Linked DNA regions of Danio rerio: region 1 is linked to region 2. The links are chromatin contacts, called in public Hi-C maps. All regions are on one chromosome and are shown on one strand. The core of a region is the stretch at or near the end of the contact, and the rest is flanking DNA. Distances in the headings are between cores, read along the strand shown. Region 1 overlaps LOC101886227 (ovostatin). Region 2 overlaps LOC101886227 (ovostatin).

What was found. A called contact is a pair of places that touch in the nucleus more often than the background predicts.
Region 1: a Hi-C map of embryo shows a contact between it and region 2, with 2.1 times the contacts expected there. The contact joins two enhancer-like sites. A contact is called at or near these places in 4 of 18 Hi-C or Micro-C datasets (caudal fin and embryo).

The regions. Positions count from the first base shown.
Region 1 is chr15:23,964,975-23,970,412 of GRCz12tu, forward strand. The region is part of intron 3 of LOC101886227 (ovostatin); the gene reads left to right. Among named protein-coding and RNA genes, the nearest start is that of mir125b-1, 56 kb to the left of the region's middle. Within about 2 kb of position 4,132, at least 6 of the 62 cell types and tissues checked have an H3K27ac peak or open chromatin away from gene starts, as enhancers often do.
Region 2 is chr15:23,787,604-23,792,483 of GRCz12tu, forward strand. All of the region lies in intron 3 of LOC101886227 (ovostatin), which reads left to right. Among named protein-coding and RNA genes, the nearest start is that of ubash3bb, 49 kb to the left of the region's middle. Within about 2 kb of position 3,313, at least 11 of the 62 cell types and tissues checked have an H3K27ac peak or open chromatin away from gene starts, as enhancers often do.

The sequences.
Region 1 (5,438 bases), core at 2,882-5,381, 180 kb after region 2:
TGACTTTCCTTCTGTGATCCTTCACACTGACTGTGGAACATTGTTGGTGGACAAATTAAACGCGGAAAGTGCCTGCAGAAAGTTTATTTTTTTTCAAGAGTGCCCAGAGTTGAAGAAGCAATCTCACACAGCTCCAGTGTTTCTGAAAATAGCTTGAACAACCAAACAACATGTCACCTAGAAAACACTTTTTCTGCTCTGGCAGGGTATTTTTGTCGATGCTTTCTGAAGAGTTACATAATCCCCCTTTCATTTATTGTGCATAATGTTGTCCAATACCCCCAATCTGCTTTGCCAAGAGGCTATCGAAAAGCATTCTCTTCCAGCTTTGCCATGTGGAAGTGGGAGCTTTTCTGAGGGCCACAGTGAATCCATTCATGTGGCAACCCAAAGTCTCGCCAGCAGTCTGAGTCGGCCTGTATCACAATGCACACATGTCAGCTATCAGTCTCCTCTCTCTCAGCCTCACAGTTGGCAGTGCTGAGCGAAAGGGTCAATTTGCTGCATTAATGCCATCGGAAGCTGGCGCACACTCATATGGCACCGTTTCCAGGCCGATCGGACGAGGCCTGCTCGCTGCTTCACTGAGTCGCTGGAATGAGGGGATCAGGGAGGCAATTTGGTGTTTTCCTAAAACTCGGAAGTTGGCAGTCAAAGCTGATAAGAGGAGTGCCGGAGATATTAAGCAGAACGGCAGAGAAGCAGGTGTTGTTACTGGAGACACGCGATCTGCTCACCTTACACACCGCAGCCAAGGGCACCGGAGGAAACGGACGCTTATGTAAACTTTAGAATGGACTTTTTGCTCATCTGCGGGTCATTGACTTTGGGATGTTGCTTTTACCTACAGTGTGCAGCATAATTGAGTACACCCCATTTTGAAAATGAATATTTGTATTAATTTCTTAGTAAATAAAGGCATGTATTTTGGTGCATTTAAACTAAACAGATTTATTAAACATATACTTATTAAAATAATGTTTTAGTCACCAAACATATTTAGAAATTGAAAGATAATGCAATTAAATTTAAGCAAAATATTGCAAAAAAAAAAAAAAAAAATCTACAAAATTGCAACTCAGTTATTCAGTTTTTTTTTTCTTTTGCTTCTCATGATTTTACCTCTTTTTAAAATTTTTACTTAATATGTTTCTTTAACATATACATTTGGCTGTACTAGTTTTTGGACAGTTATCGTATAATATAAGATATTTTGTTAGATAAGCTCCTGATTTGGCTTCAGCACTGCCTAATCTACCGTATACCCTCAAATATAATATTGTATAGCTTTCTATTATAAATATGAATTTAAAAGATAGACTTGTGTGGGGTATACTTATATATGCTGAGCGCTGTATTTGTGAATTTATTAACCATCCTCAAAAATACATATATATTGCTTCTTGTTCAAACTACTACTTCAACTACAAGCACTCTTCTTGAGATTTTTTGGGACAACTTAATTGTTTTATGTTCAAGCCACGAAATTTTAATTGATATGTTGGGAAAACATGAAATAATTGTGTGGAACCCAGCATGTTTTAGAAAGAAATTATTATGATATGATCAATATGTAATGACACTATGATAATTTAACTTGACATAAAAATTAAACCATGTTTTATTCATTCATTTATTTACCTTCGGTTTAGTCTCTGATTTATCACAGCGGAATGAACCACCAACTATTCCAGCACATGTTTTACACAGAGGAAACCCTTCCAGTTGCAACCAGCTGGACTCGAAACAACAACCTTTTACACCCATACATTACGGACAATTTAGCTTAACCAATTCACCTATAGCGCATGTCTTTGATTGGACTGTGGGGGAAACCAGAGCACCAGGAGGAAACCCACACGAACAAGCTAAGGAGAACAAGCTAACTTTACACAGTCATGCCAACTGAGGCTCGAACCAGCGACCTTCTTGCTGTGAGGTAATTGTTCTACCCACTGCGCCACCATGACGCCCACCATGTTTCAACTTTCTATTTATTTATTTCTAAGTTTTTTTTTCTGATTTACTTAAGTTTTTCACATTTTGCAGAACCACGCAAGAACAAAAGCATGTCATAGAAATGACCTGCTCAAGGTCAGTGGGTTTCTTTGAATACCAATAATTGCAAAGCAAGGTTACCATTTGCTAAAAGTTTAACAATTCACAAAATTTCACAGGGGCTACAAAGAATGTACCCTTAATAAATAATTTTTACCAGCCAAAAAATAAAATTACACTTCAGCTAAAACTATTAGTTAATGTTTTTATTCTTTCCTTTAAAGGTCAACCTAGAGCTCTTTTTTCAGAAAACTACATAAAAACTTCTCTTTTTCAATTGTTTTTGTTGACAGATTTTAAAACCTCATTCTCAGGCCCTGTTTAAACTAATACGTTTTAGTTTTAAAACACACGTTTTGCATGTTTTCACAGAGATTTTTTCAGAAATGCTTTGTGAAATGCCAGTGTGGACATGGATCGTTTTTGTTCTAAAACAGCATTTTAAAACTAAAACTAATTAGTGTAAACAAGGCCTCATTTTCTTTCCCAGTACTGGCTTGCAGCTGGAAAGGCATCCGCTGTGTAAAGCATATGCTGGATAAGTTAGCGGTTTAATCCGTTGTGGCGACCTCTGATGAATAAAGTGACTAAGCCGAAGAAAAATTCGAATGTTTTATTTTTACAAGTGTCACAAAGCTTATTTATGTGGAGCAGCATTTACTGTAAACAACACCTCTCCAAACAATGATAACACAAGTTATTATGAGGTGTTCAGGTGATCACATGAAGCACTAGATTACGTTTATAATTACTATGCAGTGTTTGCGATTTGATAATCATGCCAAACCATATCACATTCTCAGAATTATTAAAAAAGCTACTAGCCAACTGGCAAGTAACATTGTTGGCAACATGTATGCAACATTTATTTGTACTCACATTTGGTGCATGGCAAGCGTTAATTTTAGGCCCTTGAGAATATGAGTATATTTAAAAAATATCATAGCCAATATTTAATTACTTGAGAGTACGACCAAAATTTTCAAGTCATTAAATGAAAACTTTACCAGAAATATGGACCTACACTGCAATGTTGATCACCATGAAAAAAATATAGTTATATGACTTCAGAATGGGGTGACATGGAGGCTCAGTGGTTAGCACTGTGGCCTCACAGCAAGAAGGTTCCTGGTTCGAGTCCCAGCTTAATCAGTTGTCATTTCTGTCTGGAGTTTGCATGTTCTCCCTGTGTTTGTGTGGGTTTCTTTTGGGTGCTTTGGTTTCCCCAACAGTATCAAAGACATGTGGTAGGTGAATTGAATAAACTAAATTGGTGTGTGAATGCATGTGTATGGGTGTTTTTCAGTACTGGGTTGCAGCTGGAAGGGCATCCGCTGTGTAAAACATATGCTAGATAAGTTGGCGGTTCATTCTACTGTGGCAACCTATGATTATTGAAGGGTCTAAGCTGAAGGAAATGAAAATGACAGGCAGGTTCAGCTAGTTAAAGGGGAAAATCCTGTCATTTCCTCACACTTCACTTGCAACAAATCTGTTTGAGTTTCTTTCTTCTGTTGAACACTAAAAAATATATTTTGAAGAAAGCTGGAAATCTGTAGCCATTAAATTTTATAGTATTTGCTTTTTCTTCTATCAAAGTCAATAGTCACAGCTTTTCAGCTTTCTCCAAAATATCTTCTTTTGAGTTTAACTGAGAAAAGAGACACATAAAGGTTTGAAACCACTTGAGGGTGAGTAAATAGTGAACACATTTTCAGTTTTGAGTGAACTTTCCCTTTAAGAAGTCTATAGGTAACATCAGCATATAATCCCCATATTTTTAATACCAGCCTTTTATATTTTTGTCGATCACTCTTGTACACAATGTCCCGATTGTCACACAAACCCAAGATGTTTTCAATCTAACAAATGTGTTTGTTCTCCTCCTGCTCAATGCAAAAGCCTTTGTTTAACGGGGAATCTGAAAATAAGCAGAAATGCGACTCGGAGCGCATAACAATAGAGAACGGCACGAGAGTTAAAACAAATGTGTCTTTTATGAAGTGAGGGTGTCGTTTGCTACAGTAGGGTGGGGGAGACTGAGCTCAGTCAGCGAGGAAATGACAATATCCACACTGTCCTGAAGCAGGCAGGCGCCGCCACGGCTGAGCACCGCAGAGGAAACATCCATCCTCACACTCGCCGACAAGGAAATCATTATGTTTCCTATGTGTTGCTCATAATGAATTGTCAAAAGATGGAGGAAGCGACGCTGTGTTCACATTAAAAGCGTAAATCATCCTCACTGAAATCACCTCACTACACGTGTGAAGCATCTTTGAGATTATTATTTTTTACAGACAGAATAAAGTTATCTCGATATCCGCTTTGCATGATCATTTTATGAGCAAAAATTAATTGTATTAAATTTGCGAATTGAAGACAAAATAATAACAAATACATATGCAAACGAAAAGTGTGCATGAACTTTGTAATGACGTGTGACTCATCGTTGCAGAAAGGCTTGAATTAACTCCACAACAAACACATCAAATAATCATTGGGAAATTTCTCACTCTAGTATTTTTCACCAACGTAACTGAGATCTGCTTCCTTTATGTCTGTCACTGTGCTGTTTATCTGATGCAGCCGAGGCGGAAATTGAGGCAAACTCTGACAGGTACAAGGGAACGGTGGTCGGACGAACTAGCATTATAAGCACAGGCAACAAAAACAGCTCAGAGCTGAAAATGTCAAACTTCTAAAAGGTATAATAAAAAATAATCTGATGGGTGTTTTAAGCTGAAACATTACAGACACATTCTAGAAACACAAAATAATCATTTTAAATCTTGAAGAAGGGGTGAAATAGGTGCCCTTTAATATTTCATATTAGTTGTTGCATCATCATACTGACATAAAAGTCTCAGCCACTTTCTGTTCACGCAGACTTTAAAGTACAAATGACATCAAAACTAACCATACAATTTTGTTAGCTCACATTGCTATTTTTGTGGTGAATTCATCTGTGCATGCCATTAAAAAAAGAAATTGTTTGTTGTAATCTTAAATTTTCTGTCTGTCTGACGTATTGGGTGTGGCTAACTTACAAAACCACGCCTCTCCAACTGTCAGTTTTGACAGTAAATTGAAATGGTGAGCAGGAGGTGTCTGAGGTTGTGACAACTTTTCTAAAACCCCTTTCCTGATCATTCTGGTTGAAATGCCTACTTTACTACATCCATTCATCTCAAAGTTGAAAAAACAAGCCACGCCCACTGTTTTGTCATTTGATATGCCTTTTCTCTAGGACAGGGCTATTCAATTAGTTTGCCATGGAGGCCAGTTCATGAAGAATATCCCAAATGAGGGGCGGGAGAAATATGACTTGCAAAATGAGGAATGTCATGTCTAATGTAAATTGAAGCTTTATATTATGT
Region 2 (4,880 bases), core at 2,063-4,562:
CCAGGATACTAATAGGTAACGTTAACGTTAATCATTCCATACTGTAGCCTATGAAATCAAGCCAAGAGCCGTTTTGGGACAGGATGAGTTACGAAAACCTACTTTAAAAACACTGAAAATTAAAGTATAGAGACCATAATCTTAATTGATGGCTTTAATCAATCTCATTCACGGAACACTTTACTTGGTTGTTTCGCGCCTTTATCAATTACGTCATATTTTTCAGTTGTACATTAAAGTTACACCAATATGTCAGTGTATCAATAGCAAACTGTCAAATTAACAAGTTTAGAAAACTTTGTGTTAAGATAACTGAAATGAGAAGTATATAATGGCTGCTTTTTTTCTCAGACTGAATCAGTAAGGCCCAATCTGTAAGGCCACCCAAGACACTAAGTAAAAGCAAGGGGTGTTTGGGTTTTTTGAGGACATCATAAGTAAACCGTTAATTTAAGTCCTGGTTTAACCTTTGATGTAAGGCGTCTTTATTCGATCTGTGATTTGTAGGCTAATCAGATCCATTAAACATATTTGTTCTCTTCGATAAATATCCCCTCTGGTAGCATCCTGAAATTAGATTGAATAAATGCTCCATTGATGCATTTGTTCAATTACCCTGAGTTGGTCAGTTCAGGTCAGCTCCTTTCGGAAGTGTTTCAGTCGTCAGACATAGAAGTATTCTAGACATGTTACATTAAAGGAGCATAATTATAAACCTCTACACAAACTAGTAAGCATGCTTTGAAAATTAAAACGTAATATGTGAAAACAATATTGGCAAATACTTTTTTGTTTAGCTTCCAGTGCCAGAGCTGACATAAATGACTCTCTGATGACTCTTTCAAGCCCTAGTAGCATTTCATGACTCGGTGATAGCAATATTAAATACTTAAAGTATACTTAGCACACAAAGAAGGACCTGAAGAAGATGATTCCATGTGTTAATGTCCTCTAATTACACAAGCTGTAAAAGCAGTCTTTTCCCCCCTTTCTTTCTGTTTGGCACCTGCAATCTTTCAGATGTGGACCGGTTGGACCTTCTCCTGATTAATGGGCCTGATTGGCAATAGAGGAGACTGACAAACGATTGGAGGGTTTCATTCCTCTAAAAATCCAAGTCATTATTGGAGAGCAGTGAATCTCTGCAATCTAATAATGCTCTCAGTGTTCTTTTCAAGCTTTTAAACTAATTCGTGATTGATCACTAATTATCGGTGACGGAGCCTCTCGAGACAGCACTTTCCAGCTCTGAACGTTTGTTCCTATCTTAAAACAGTTTGAAAGGAGCTATAACTTCCAAACGGTTGACTCTGCTCCCTGGTGGAGAGTCGATAGGCCGCTGTGAGACGTTTGAGTGAACATTGATGTTCTTTGCCAATATGCAATATTGCCTCTCCACAGAATAAAACACCTGGAACTGGCCGTCTGGTTTTGATGGGCCCGTAGTCGGCAATCAGCAGTGTTACTGCTCTTATTGAACTCCTTATTGGGTATTTGTATAGTGCTCCCCACACGCACTTTAGCAGCCAGACATCGCTTGACAAATCCACATTCTGTAATTGCGTGACCATTGATTTCAGTTCCAGTCAAAAAGAGAGAAAAAAGGGAAGTGCCCTCTTAAAGACAAGACATATATTAGTGTAATGCCGATGGCTAAGGCATACGTGGAGTGAAAGGAGCACGCGCACACACACACACATACAGAGAGAGAGAGAGAGAGAGAGAGAGGATGTAAAGACACTGAGCTGCTGGCTCTCCATTTATGAGCCAACAGAAGTCTCACTGGAATAACATTGTCTTCTCAGTGTTGATACTGTTTTATTTGCTTGATCACTATTCGTTCGTAGCTAGTTTGTGCAGCCACACTATGTGGAAAAGGAAAGGTTTGGTAGTCTTTTAAGTGGAACATTTTATTTTAATTAGGCACAGATTATTATTATTTTTTGTTTTTTGATCAGAACATTTCAGGTAAGTTTGTTAATTTTTCTAACTTTATATCCAGGTGGGAAAACAAAGAGTAGATTTTTTTGTGAATAAATTACATTATTTGTTTCATGTAGTAATATTTTTAACGATAATTTTATCATATATGTATATTTAATTATTGGTATTATTTTGTGTATTAGATTTTGTAAAAACTTTGAGCAAAAAAGCAGTTTATTAAACAAAAAAAGGAAAATGTTTTTCTGTTATATACACTTATTCTATCATATGGGTCTTGAAATGTGATTTTTGTCTACATTATAGATATCAAAATCTGTTAAAAAATGTCTGAATGCAATAGGGAATGAAAATAACCACAATACCAATCAAGCTAAATGAAATCAAACATGAGAAACTTCCATTTATTTCCAACAGGAGGCAATAGAGCTTCATATGGCGAGATGCAACCGGCGGCTTCATTGGTTCACACAGCAACAATGTAGAACCTGTGAGTTTTCTACTTTTCGCTTGTTGTTAAGCTCATTTAGTTCAAGGGCAGTTTTTAGACACAGACTTGCACACAAAAGGTCTATTGTGGGATTGTGCAGGTGCTCCTAGTCTTTTAGATAAAAAAAAACACTGTGAGGAGCAATTGCAGTTTCTTTTTATCGACAGCTGGAATACATAAAATATAACTTTAAACATTCTGATTGATATTAAAAAAGAAACTAAATCTATATAAATAATTTCAATTTGAAAAAATTCTAATAGCAATGAGGGCAACACTGCCATCTGCTGTTTGCTGCTTTTTTAATGAGCATCATTAGTATCCTAAAATGCAGATATGTTAAATGTGATACATATTTTTATTTCTGCTTGCAGATGATTGTGAATGCTGCTGCTGATGATGATGACACAGATCTTTGTTCCAGGCTCTTGAGGTTAGCAATGGCTTTGCAAATGCACATAAATGGGATTTTTCTTTGATTTACTTGACATGGAAATAGTCCACACATTATTTGTTGAGATTTAGCTGTCTCAAAATATGTCATTTCTTTGTATTTATTTACACATGAAGCACAGACAACCACATGCTTTTCAGCATCAATGAGACAGGCAACTGCTGTCTTTCATGCATTTCAGAATTAAACCACTCTCTTATTTGTTTTCACTTGGTAAAGTCATAGGGTCAGGGTATTGGCTTGCCGGTCAGTGTTATGGTAAGGCGTGACCTGAGAAAGCCACTAAATGTACCGCCTTTGTTTTTGATGTAGTTTTTTCTCGTACGGACAATAAGAGCTGTTTGACTGGCTGAAGTGGTCATTAAAGCAGGTCTAAGAGCCACTGGCTGAACCCATGCTAGGGTCTCTTTAAGCTTAATTGGCATTATTTTGGCTTTGAAGGGTCACAGGCTTAAACCTTTTATTGTGGTCTCGGTAATGACAATCCTCCTCCCCCTTTTCTGCACCTCAGTTCAACGTTTTGTTCTTGCCCAGTCAGACAAGCACCTTCACCTCAGCGCGAGTGCTCATTTTACCTCCCTTTTCCCATAACCTTTGACCTTAAAGACTGATCTGCAATCATCTGGAGCAGTCCTCCCCTGTTTAATTCCCTCCTTTGTTGTCACTCTGACACCCACTACACTAATCAGGCTATTCATTTAGACAAAACACTGACATTTAGTGTAAACACTTTTGAAATTGTGGCAGTAATATTAGCTAATTCATTTAAAATTCAAATCGTTTTAAATGGAATAAACAATGCAACATGAATTTTTGGAATATATTACATTGTGAGGTATTTTGTATGTTGTAAGATGAGACAACTTATGAAATCCACCCTCCACCAATTTTTTAAAGTTTTTTTATTCCAAATTTTCCTGTTTTAATTTCCAATAATTGAGTTCCATTTTTTTGTAATGAAATTTTTATTCAGTATTTTTTTAGAGAACTGTATACACTTGGCGTCACTGTGACACAGTGGGTAGCACAGTCGCCTTACAGCAAGAAGGTTGCTGGTTCGAGCCTCAGCTGGGTCAGTTGGCATTTCTGTGTGAAGTTTGGATGTTTTCCTCGTGTTGGCGTGGGTTTCCGGGTGCTCCGGTTTCCCCCGCAAATCCAAAGACATGGTATAGGGGAAGGCTAAATTGGCCTTAGTGTATATGTGTGAATGAGTGTGTATGGATGTTTCCCAGTGATGGGTTGCAGCTGGAAGGCATCCGCTGCGTGAAACATACTCTATGCTGGATAAGCTGGTGGTTCATTCCGCTGTGGCGACCACAGATTAATAAAAGGAATAAGCCAAAAAGAAAATTAATGAATGGATGTATACACTTGCCAAATCCTTGCGACAAAATACACAGACACATACAGAACATAAATAAAATATGACATATTAGACATGCTCATACATGACATTTTTAAGACTGCCCAACTGCAGTAGGCTATGTGTTACCCTGATGAAAAGTAGGTTGTTTTAAAAATGCCGCAATAACTTTAGGAATAATTTTTTTCTGGCTTCTTTTTTTTTATTTTAAGTAATCAAAACGTGTATCCAATAAATTGAAATGACATTTTTTTTATTAAACATCAATGTCTTTTGAGTTCCCCAAAAATGTGGTTTGTAGCGATATCCACCTGCAATTGGTCTGTGCACTGAATAAATGTACTACAGTAGCACATGTGCAATACAGGCAACGCTCTAAATTTACTTTATAACATCAGTTGAGTGTTTGGAAAAACTTTATTATGTGACCAGACATGGTTTCATGGCACACAGGAAATCAAGAAGAAATCATACTATTTTAACGCATTTAATACAGTGATAAAGGCTAGATCAATTAGCATAAAATATATATTTTATTTGTATAACAAAATATCCATGATGGCTTGAAAAACCCAAGTAAACCAATAATTGTTCTCATATCAATTTATCTTTTTCTCATTGTTTCTTCTTCC